Regions from separate parts of the Zea mays genome. Here region 1 is linked to region 2. The links are chromatin contacts, called in public Hi-C maps. All regions are on one chromosome and are shown on one strand. The core of a region is the stretch at or near the end of the contact, and the rest is flanking DNA. Distances in the headings are between cores, read along the strand shown. Region 1 holds the start of LOC100280363. Region 2 holds the start of LOC100273052.

Region 1 (3,678 bases), core at 246-2,745, 320 kb before region 2:
TCCTCAACGGAGTAAGCCGGAGCACCAGAGCTAGGAGAGAGGAGGGGATGACCGGTCCGGCCAACCGGTTCCTCCACGGATTTGAATCCGGAGCACCAGAGCTAGGAGAGACCGGAGCACCAGAAGAAGATAGGTGAGGGAGACCAGAGCTAGGAGAGAGTAGAGGCCGAGAGGGAGACCAGAGCTAGGAGAGAAGAGAGTACAAGTGCCAGTGCCAGTGCCGGACAGTGCCGGAGGGGGAGAAGAAGATAGGTGAGGGAGACAAGAGCTAGGAGAGAGGAGAGGCCGAGAGGGAGACCGGAGCTAGGAGAGAAGAGAGTACAAGTGCCAGTGCCAGTGCCGGACAGTGCCGGAGGGGGAGAAGAAGATAGGTGAGGGAGACAAGAGCTAGGAGAGAGGAGAGGCCGAGAGGGAGACCGGAGCTAGGAGAGAAGAGAGTACAAGTGCCAGTGCCAGTGCCGGACAGTGCCGGAGGGGGAGAAGAAGATAGGTGAGGGAGACAAGAGCTAGGAGAGAGGAGAGGCCGAGAGGGAGACCGGAGCTAGGAGAGAGGAGAGTACCAGTGCCAGTGCCAGTGCCAGTGCCGCCGTACCGGACCCCGGAGTCCCGGTTCCTCAACGGAGCAAGCCGGAGCACCGGGATCTCCGCAGAAGCGCAGATCACACCGGAGGCCGGAGGGGGAGAAGAAGACAGGAGAGAGGAGAGAGATGAGGGAGAACGGAGCACCGGGATCTCCGCAGAAGCGCAGATCGCACCGGTTCACAAACCCTAATAAGCCGGAGCACCGAGATCTCCGCAGATCACACCGGAGGGGGAGAAGAAGACAAGAGATCCGAGCGGGGGTTATGGATCTGAGTTACCCGGTTCACAAATGCGCAGATCCGAGCGGGGGAGAGCCGGAGAGGATCTCCATTCTCCGACGAGCGACGATCGATCCGAGTCCGAGCGGAGGCGCCGAGGCGGAGAGCCGGAGACCGCAGACCGGAGGCGGAGATGGAGACCGGAGCGCTTAGCGGAGGCGGAGGCCGGAGGGAACGAGGGAGAGGGGAGCTCGCCGGACGCCGCCGAATCGCCCGCGGGCCGCGGCTGAGCGAGAGCGAGTTAGGGTTTGAGCGAGAGCGAGAGCGAGTGAGCGAGTGAGCGACTGAGCGGCCGCGGCTGGGGAGTGGGGACTGGGAAGTGGGGGCCGGGGGCGGGTTACACGGCTGGCCGGCTGCTGGGTGGGCCGTGCCGGCGCCGTGCCAGCCCAATTTACCGTGCCGTGCCTGGGCCGACCCTACGGGCCCAAGTGGTGGCCCAGGCACGGCACTAAGAACGGGCCGTGCCCGGCACTGGCACTAAAAGGTCCGTGCCGTGCCGTGCCAGTGCCGTGCTTTTTAGTGCCGTGCCAGTGCCGGCCCGTCGTGTTAGTGCCATTTGGCCAACTATACCCACAGCCCCACGACACCTTTCTGACAGACAGGTCGCACCAGCCGTCCAGGTCCAGCCCGCATTCCTTCCCTCCTCCGCTCCTCCTAGTTCCTACCAACTCCCGTTGTTGCCTACGGCGATTCCAAATTCCCATCTGCCCTCCTGCTGCTCCACTCCACTCCACTCCAGGCTCTTTTCCCTGCTCCTGTGGGCTGTGGCGAGCGCAAACCAGCCTCGCTTCCCAAACCCTAGCTCCTCGCTCTCCCGCCCGCGTGGCCTGCCAGGCAACCACCCCCGGATCAACTCCGTACAGCGTGCCTCCGCCTCCCGGACTCCAGCGGCGGCGGGATGTGGTCTCACTCCAAGGACTTGCTCGAGATCGAGCCCCTCGAGCTCCGATTCCCATGTACGGTTCCTCCGCCGAACATTCCCTCGTGTCGTGTCGTGTCGTAATTAGTTAGTTAAGCGTTTCCTGCACATGCCTGTGTGTGTTGTTTTCTGAAGCGGGATTTGGGCTGTTGCTGGTATGCCTGCTCACAGATTCTCCCGCATATTCCCCCCTATTTTAGAATATAAGAATGTTGAGGGAATTTTGGCCTTGTTGTCGCGTTGATTTCTCGCTCGTTCCTTTTTTTTCCCCCTCATTCTCGCAGTCGAGACAAAGAAGCAGATCTCGTGCTCTATGCAGTTGACAAACCGAACAGATGACTACATCGGCTTTAAGGTAAGCTCGGCATTCTGAATCCCCTCTTTCCCGCCCAGCTAGATTGCTTTGTCAAGGTCATAGAAGTCAGCAACTGCGTGAAACGTTGAGTTACTATTAATGATTTTGAGTCCGACAGGTTAAGACGACGAGCCCGAAGAAGTACTGTGTCCGGCCCAACAGCGGCATCGTGCCACCTCGGTCCACCAGCGATGTCATTGGTAATTCCAACAGACCAACACTCACCTCCTTCCCTCCAAGTTCATTTGACATGGGCGTCCCCAAGATTACTATCATTCAAATGCCTGACGCCCTTTGCAATTTCTCAGTGACAATGCAAGCACAAAAGGAGGCGCCACCGGACATGCAGTGCAAGGACAAGTTTCTTGTGCAAAGTGTCGTTGTGGCGGAAGGGACCTTAGTCAAGGACATCACTGGCGATATGGTAAATGTTGTGATCTCTGTGAAAATTTTCTGCCAGATGTTTTGTTTCCGAAATGCTTGAGGTTGTACCTTGTGCAGTTTACCAAAGAATCAGCTAATGTGGTGGATGAGGTTAAGCTGAAGGTCGTCTACATCCCACCACCCAAACCGCCATCCCCAGTGCATGAGGAATCTGAAGAAGGCTCATCACCCCGACCTTCATTGTCCGATGGAATTAACTTGAATTATCAAGAGGTATGGCCTGCAAATATTATTGCTTGTTTCATTTCCTCCCCCCCCCCCCCTGATTGTTTGCTTTTTAGATGCAGACAACGAGGGAATCTGATGAGTCACTGTTGTTCTCGGTTAGTATCTTAACTTTCATGCACATTTACAGGTTACTTCTCTTTCTCAAACTGATTTAAACTGAATCATTGCGTATTGCTGGTTACAGGCTGTAAAAACTCATATAGATCAAAAGGACTACACCTCCGAGGTGAGCTCCAGTAAAGACAGTCTTAATGTACCCTCTGTGTTTGTTTCAACCAAATCTTGCACTTGAATCTTCCATTTAAATTAATCTCAAAGTGCCCTGGGGGCTGGGGATAAAAACCTGTTTTTTTAAAGTATCAATTGCCTGGTCGGCCACTGCAATAAACAGGACCATTGCTAAGCTGCTGGTGCCTAAAAATCACATATTTGATTATTTGTAAAGAATGTAGCTTTTATCTCCAGAATTTCACAGTTCATGTGCTTTACAATCATAGATGATAAAGGTTTTAGAGCACCACACTTACACAGTTGAAGTTAGGGGTGCTGGTTCAAATGTTAATGAGATATAGATTGACTTGGTAGATTTCTGTGGCATGGTGGCACCTGTCAATGATTTTAGTATATATTATATATCTTCATCAGATTTGTAAAAAAGAGATATTGGCCATGCTTAAGCCTCATCATGTGGTGCGATAGCATTCTATCAATAACCTGTATTGAAACCTGAAACCACTTTACAGCAGATTGATAGCAATTATCCCAAAACTGATGTTCTGCTTTTCGACACCAGTGGGGTACAATATATGCAGTATGCACACTTCAACGATTCCTTTGTATTATTGGAAGTTTAGGATTTTGATTTAGATCCT
Region 2 (3,681 bases), core at 54-2,553:
CGCGCCCTGCGCGGGCGTCAGCAGGCCCGTCTGCCTGGTCATGTCGGTCTTGACGTAGCCCGGGTGCGCGCAGTTGACGCGCAGCTCGGGGTGCCGCCTCGCCAGGACCCTCGAGTAGGAGTTCAGGGCGGCCTTGGCCACCTTGTACGCGGCGAACTCCGTCGGCCAGCCGCGGGACTTCAGCGCGCCGGCCTCGAAGTCCCGGAGGAACGTGCTCAGCAGCTCGTCCAGCCTCTCCTCCGTCAGGCCCTCAATGTCGTCCAGCTCATGCTTCACCTCCTCATTCCTGAGATACTGCATTCTTTGTTTCAGATCCAGCAGCAGCAGCTGCTGGCGTTGGTCGAAGGAAAGGAACGGAATCTGAAACGGTATGATCAGATACCGGAACAGCTTACTTACGCGTAGCAGCCCGAAGTCGGAGGAGACGTTGACGACCCTTCCTCCGCCGGAGGAGGAGGCCTGCAGGAGCAGGGGCAGCAGCGCCTCGGTCACGTTCTTCACCCCGTAGTAGTTCGTCTGGACGCCTGCCTTCGCGGTGTCGTTTGTCTCCCGGCAGCTCTTCCGCATCAGCTCCGCCATCTGAAACGCGTCCATGCCCTTGATCTGTTCCATTATTCCACGCGCACGGCGCACCACCATGTAAACCGTTTCATCAGAGCGTGGCTTAGGATAGGATCTGAAAAAAAAATCTGAGCATGCATGCATAATTTCGATCGGGGGACATGTGACCTCACCTTTTCGCCAACATTTTCAACGGGAAGTGACTGAACCCCACCGATAGCGGCATTGTTTACCTAGTAAGACACAGTGGCTCTCCTTCATCAGCCACAGTCACAGCCACCTACACCACCGAACCTTTCACAGATTCAAAATTAAGGGGACTCACCAGGATGTCTAGCTTCCCAAACCACGCCTTCAGGAAACCGGCCAATCTAGCAATGCTCTGGGCGTCGGTGACCTCCAGCTGATGGAAAACGACGCCGGAGAGGCCCGCGTCCGCGAGCTCCTCTACGGCGGCGGCGCCCCGCTTCTCGTCTCTGGCTGTTAGGACGACGGTGATGCCGTTGCTGGCCAGCTGCCTGCACACCTCCAGCCCGATCCCTTTGTTCCCGCCGGTGACAACGGCGACCCTACCAGAGTAGAGATCACACACGCCGGCCAACCAGTTTCAACTCGTGTACAGATTACACGCCAGAGCGTCGGATGACACGTACCTTGCGCTGTGGGGACTAGGGGTAGCGGCCGCCATGAGCCTAGCTGCCTGTGCACACCGCGCGCTGGAGCAAGGGGATGGGGACGACAGGATCACAAGAATGGGGACGACAGGTCAGGTTATTTATGTTGACCAGCGATGTGTGGTTGGTGGTTGTTAGCAGAGTACTACGTTCCATGGATATTTCACCAGCACATAGTAATGCCTTGTTGGAGAAGCAACTTTAAATTGAGGCCACTTTATACTTAACGCCACCTGTCATAGGACAAAATTTTATTTTCCTTATCTCATCTTCCTCATCTCTGTCGTCCCTATCGCCTCTCCACCGCTGAGGACTCAGAGCATGTAAAACTGGTGTCTTAAACTGTGTCTTCAGGGCATGTAAAATAGGTGTCTTAAGCTATGTCTTCGAATGTATTTAAAGAGGGTAATATAAAAAAACTCAAGACATATATCTTGACAAACACACTTTGTCTTGGTTCTATGCTCGAGATAGGAAGAATAGCTGATTGGTAATTTAATTTATTGATTACTCTGATTAATATAATAGATATAGTAAAACACAGATTTGAGACACTGATTTATACATGGGTCGCGCCTGGTCTAACGGGACACAGTCGCTTGTCCTTGTCCACCGCACCGGGCTCCTCCATCGGCCTCTGCCGGCGTCGGACTTCACTGGCTAGCACCGTGACAGAGCGCGGGTGCCGTCACCGAGAGCGAGGCGGTTCCTCCTCGCCTTCTCGTCCTCCAGCGCACGGGGATGGTGAGACCCACGGGATCGAGAGGAAACTAGACGCAGTTCGATTTTTTTTGGGAGTCTGAGACAGCTCTATCCGCTTCATGTTTATCGAAATCAGATTCAGATTTTAATTTCTTTGGCTTCCATCTCTAGTCAATAATAGATCTGTTCAACCAAATCCGTAAAAAAAGGTGGAGATTTTAAGTTAAGTGGGATGAAGATGTGAATGTGAAGTTGTGTTAGAAGAATCTCGCCACCAAACGTGCCATTGAACTTTTGTGCCCACAACCATGAATGTGCTGCCGGCATCCAATGAACGGTGGAAATAACTGAAGACGCAACGACACGGAGACTGAGCAATTACTACGGTCCAGGCCAAGGACGCACGCAATGACGTAGATCGGTAGATGACGGCAATTTTCTCCAGCGGCGACGACCATACAATCGTACTTTTACTTGAATACAGACACACAGTAGAGTTCACGAATTCTTATCTGACGTGAAGATACATTTTTACCCGAGTATGTTGTGAGTTGTGACAGATACACAATCATATTTTCACTTGCATACAAAAGAGTTCATGAATATGTACTTGACGTGAAGATCCATTCTTGTCCGAGCATGAGCCAAGACTAATTTTACCATTTCATAAAATGAAAACGAGGATTAAATACAACCACCAGGTACCTGTGTACGGCTGGCATCGCCATTGCTCGTGAGCCCATGCATAGCGGCGTCGACCGACGTCGCTGAGACAAGCGCGTGGGTCCCGCATATTCCTCACCGGCGTCGAGATGGGCCTAACCTGCCACTCCAGGCGTTCAACGACACGCGTACAAGGCCTGCATCAGCCGATCGGGAAAAATGGGCCTAACCTTGTGCCAAAAATAATGGTAAAATGACGAAACCTGCTTCTCATAAAAGCATGATTGGTTCACGCGCTCACCATCATCAGGCGCGCGCCATCATAGCCGGTGAGGAACGTCTCTCCCTGGCTTTTCCACGGATGCAGCTAGGGCTGGGCAAAAAACCCGTAACCCGAAACCCGAACCCGAACCCGAAATACCCGAAACCCGAATTTTGTTCAGGAATTTCGGGTAGCAACTTGCAAAACCCGAAATTATTTCGGGTAATTCGGGTATCACAATCGGGTACCCGAAATACCCGAATTACCCGAACTTTCATGTGTCATGTACTCATGTCATGCTTATTTATTAATTTGTACATCTATAATTATGTGTAAGTGTGCATAACTTGTGATTGTAGATTGCTTGTGTTTTATATGTCCATGTATATCATTATTCAAACTATATTTTTATACTAATTTAATAGAGTGTATGTGTTTTTATGAAGCCAACACAATAGTTCAGGTAGTTCGGGAATACCCGAACCCGAACCCGATATTTCGGGTACCCGAATTTTCGGGTATTGAAAAACCCGTTGTAATTTCGGGTATTGATTCTCAAAACCCGAAATTTTAAAAACCCGAATTACCCGACCCGAAAAATTCGGGTAACCCGAACGCCCACCCCTAGATGCAGCGAATGGATGAAAAAATATCCTACATCGCACCCGTACGTGCAGCCCAACCTATACGCGCGCGGGAAGCCAATCATGCGCTCTCGTGTGGTCAACGCACGCAGCGAGCATGACCGTGGCCATATAGGACAACCAATCACGCAGATAGTGACATAATTCCAAATTTCTCGATCGGGAAAGCCGCAAC

What was found. A called contact is a pair of places that touch in the nucleus more often than the background predicts.
Region 1: a Hi-C map of ear shows a contact between it and region 2, with 2.6 times the contacts expected there. The contact joins the promoter of LOC100280363 here to the promoter of LOC100273052 in region 2. A contact is called at or near these places in 4 of 25 Hi-C or Micro-C datasets (bundle sheath, ear, leaf and 1 more).

Annotation. Positions count from the first base shown.
Region 1 is chr10:135,511,243-135,514,920 of Zm-B73-REFERENCE-NAM-5.0, reverse strand. It overlaps LOC100280363, which reads left to right and starts at 1,495. Exons shown (of 9, transcript NM_001153289.1): 1 at 1,495-1,816; 2 at 2,064-2,134; 3 at 2,253-2,334; 4 at 2,443-2,558; 5 at 2,636-2,791; 6 at 2,860-2,901; 7 at 2,991-3,032. The coding sequence starts at 1,759.
Region 2 is chr10:135,191,372-135,195,052 of Zm-B73-REFERENCE-NAM-5.0, reverse strand. LOC100273052 reads right to left here and starts at 1,303. Exons shown (of 5, transcript NM_001360161.1): 1 at 1,215-1,303; 2 at 887-1,130; 3 at 735-794; 4 at 400-603; 5 at 1-294. The coding sequence starts at 1,249.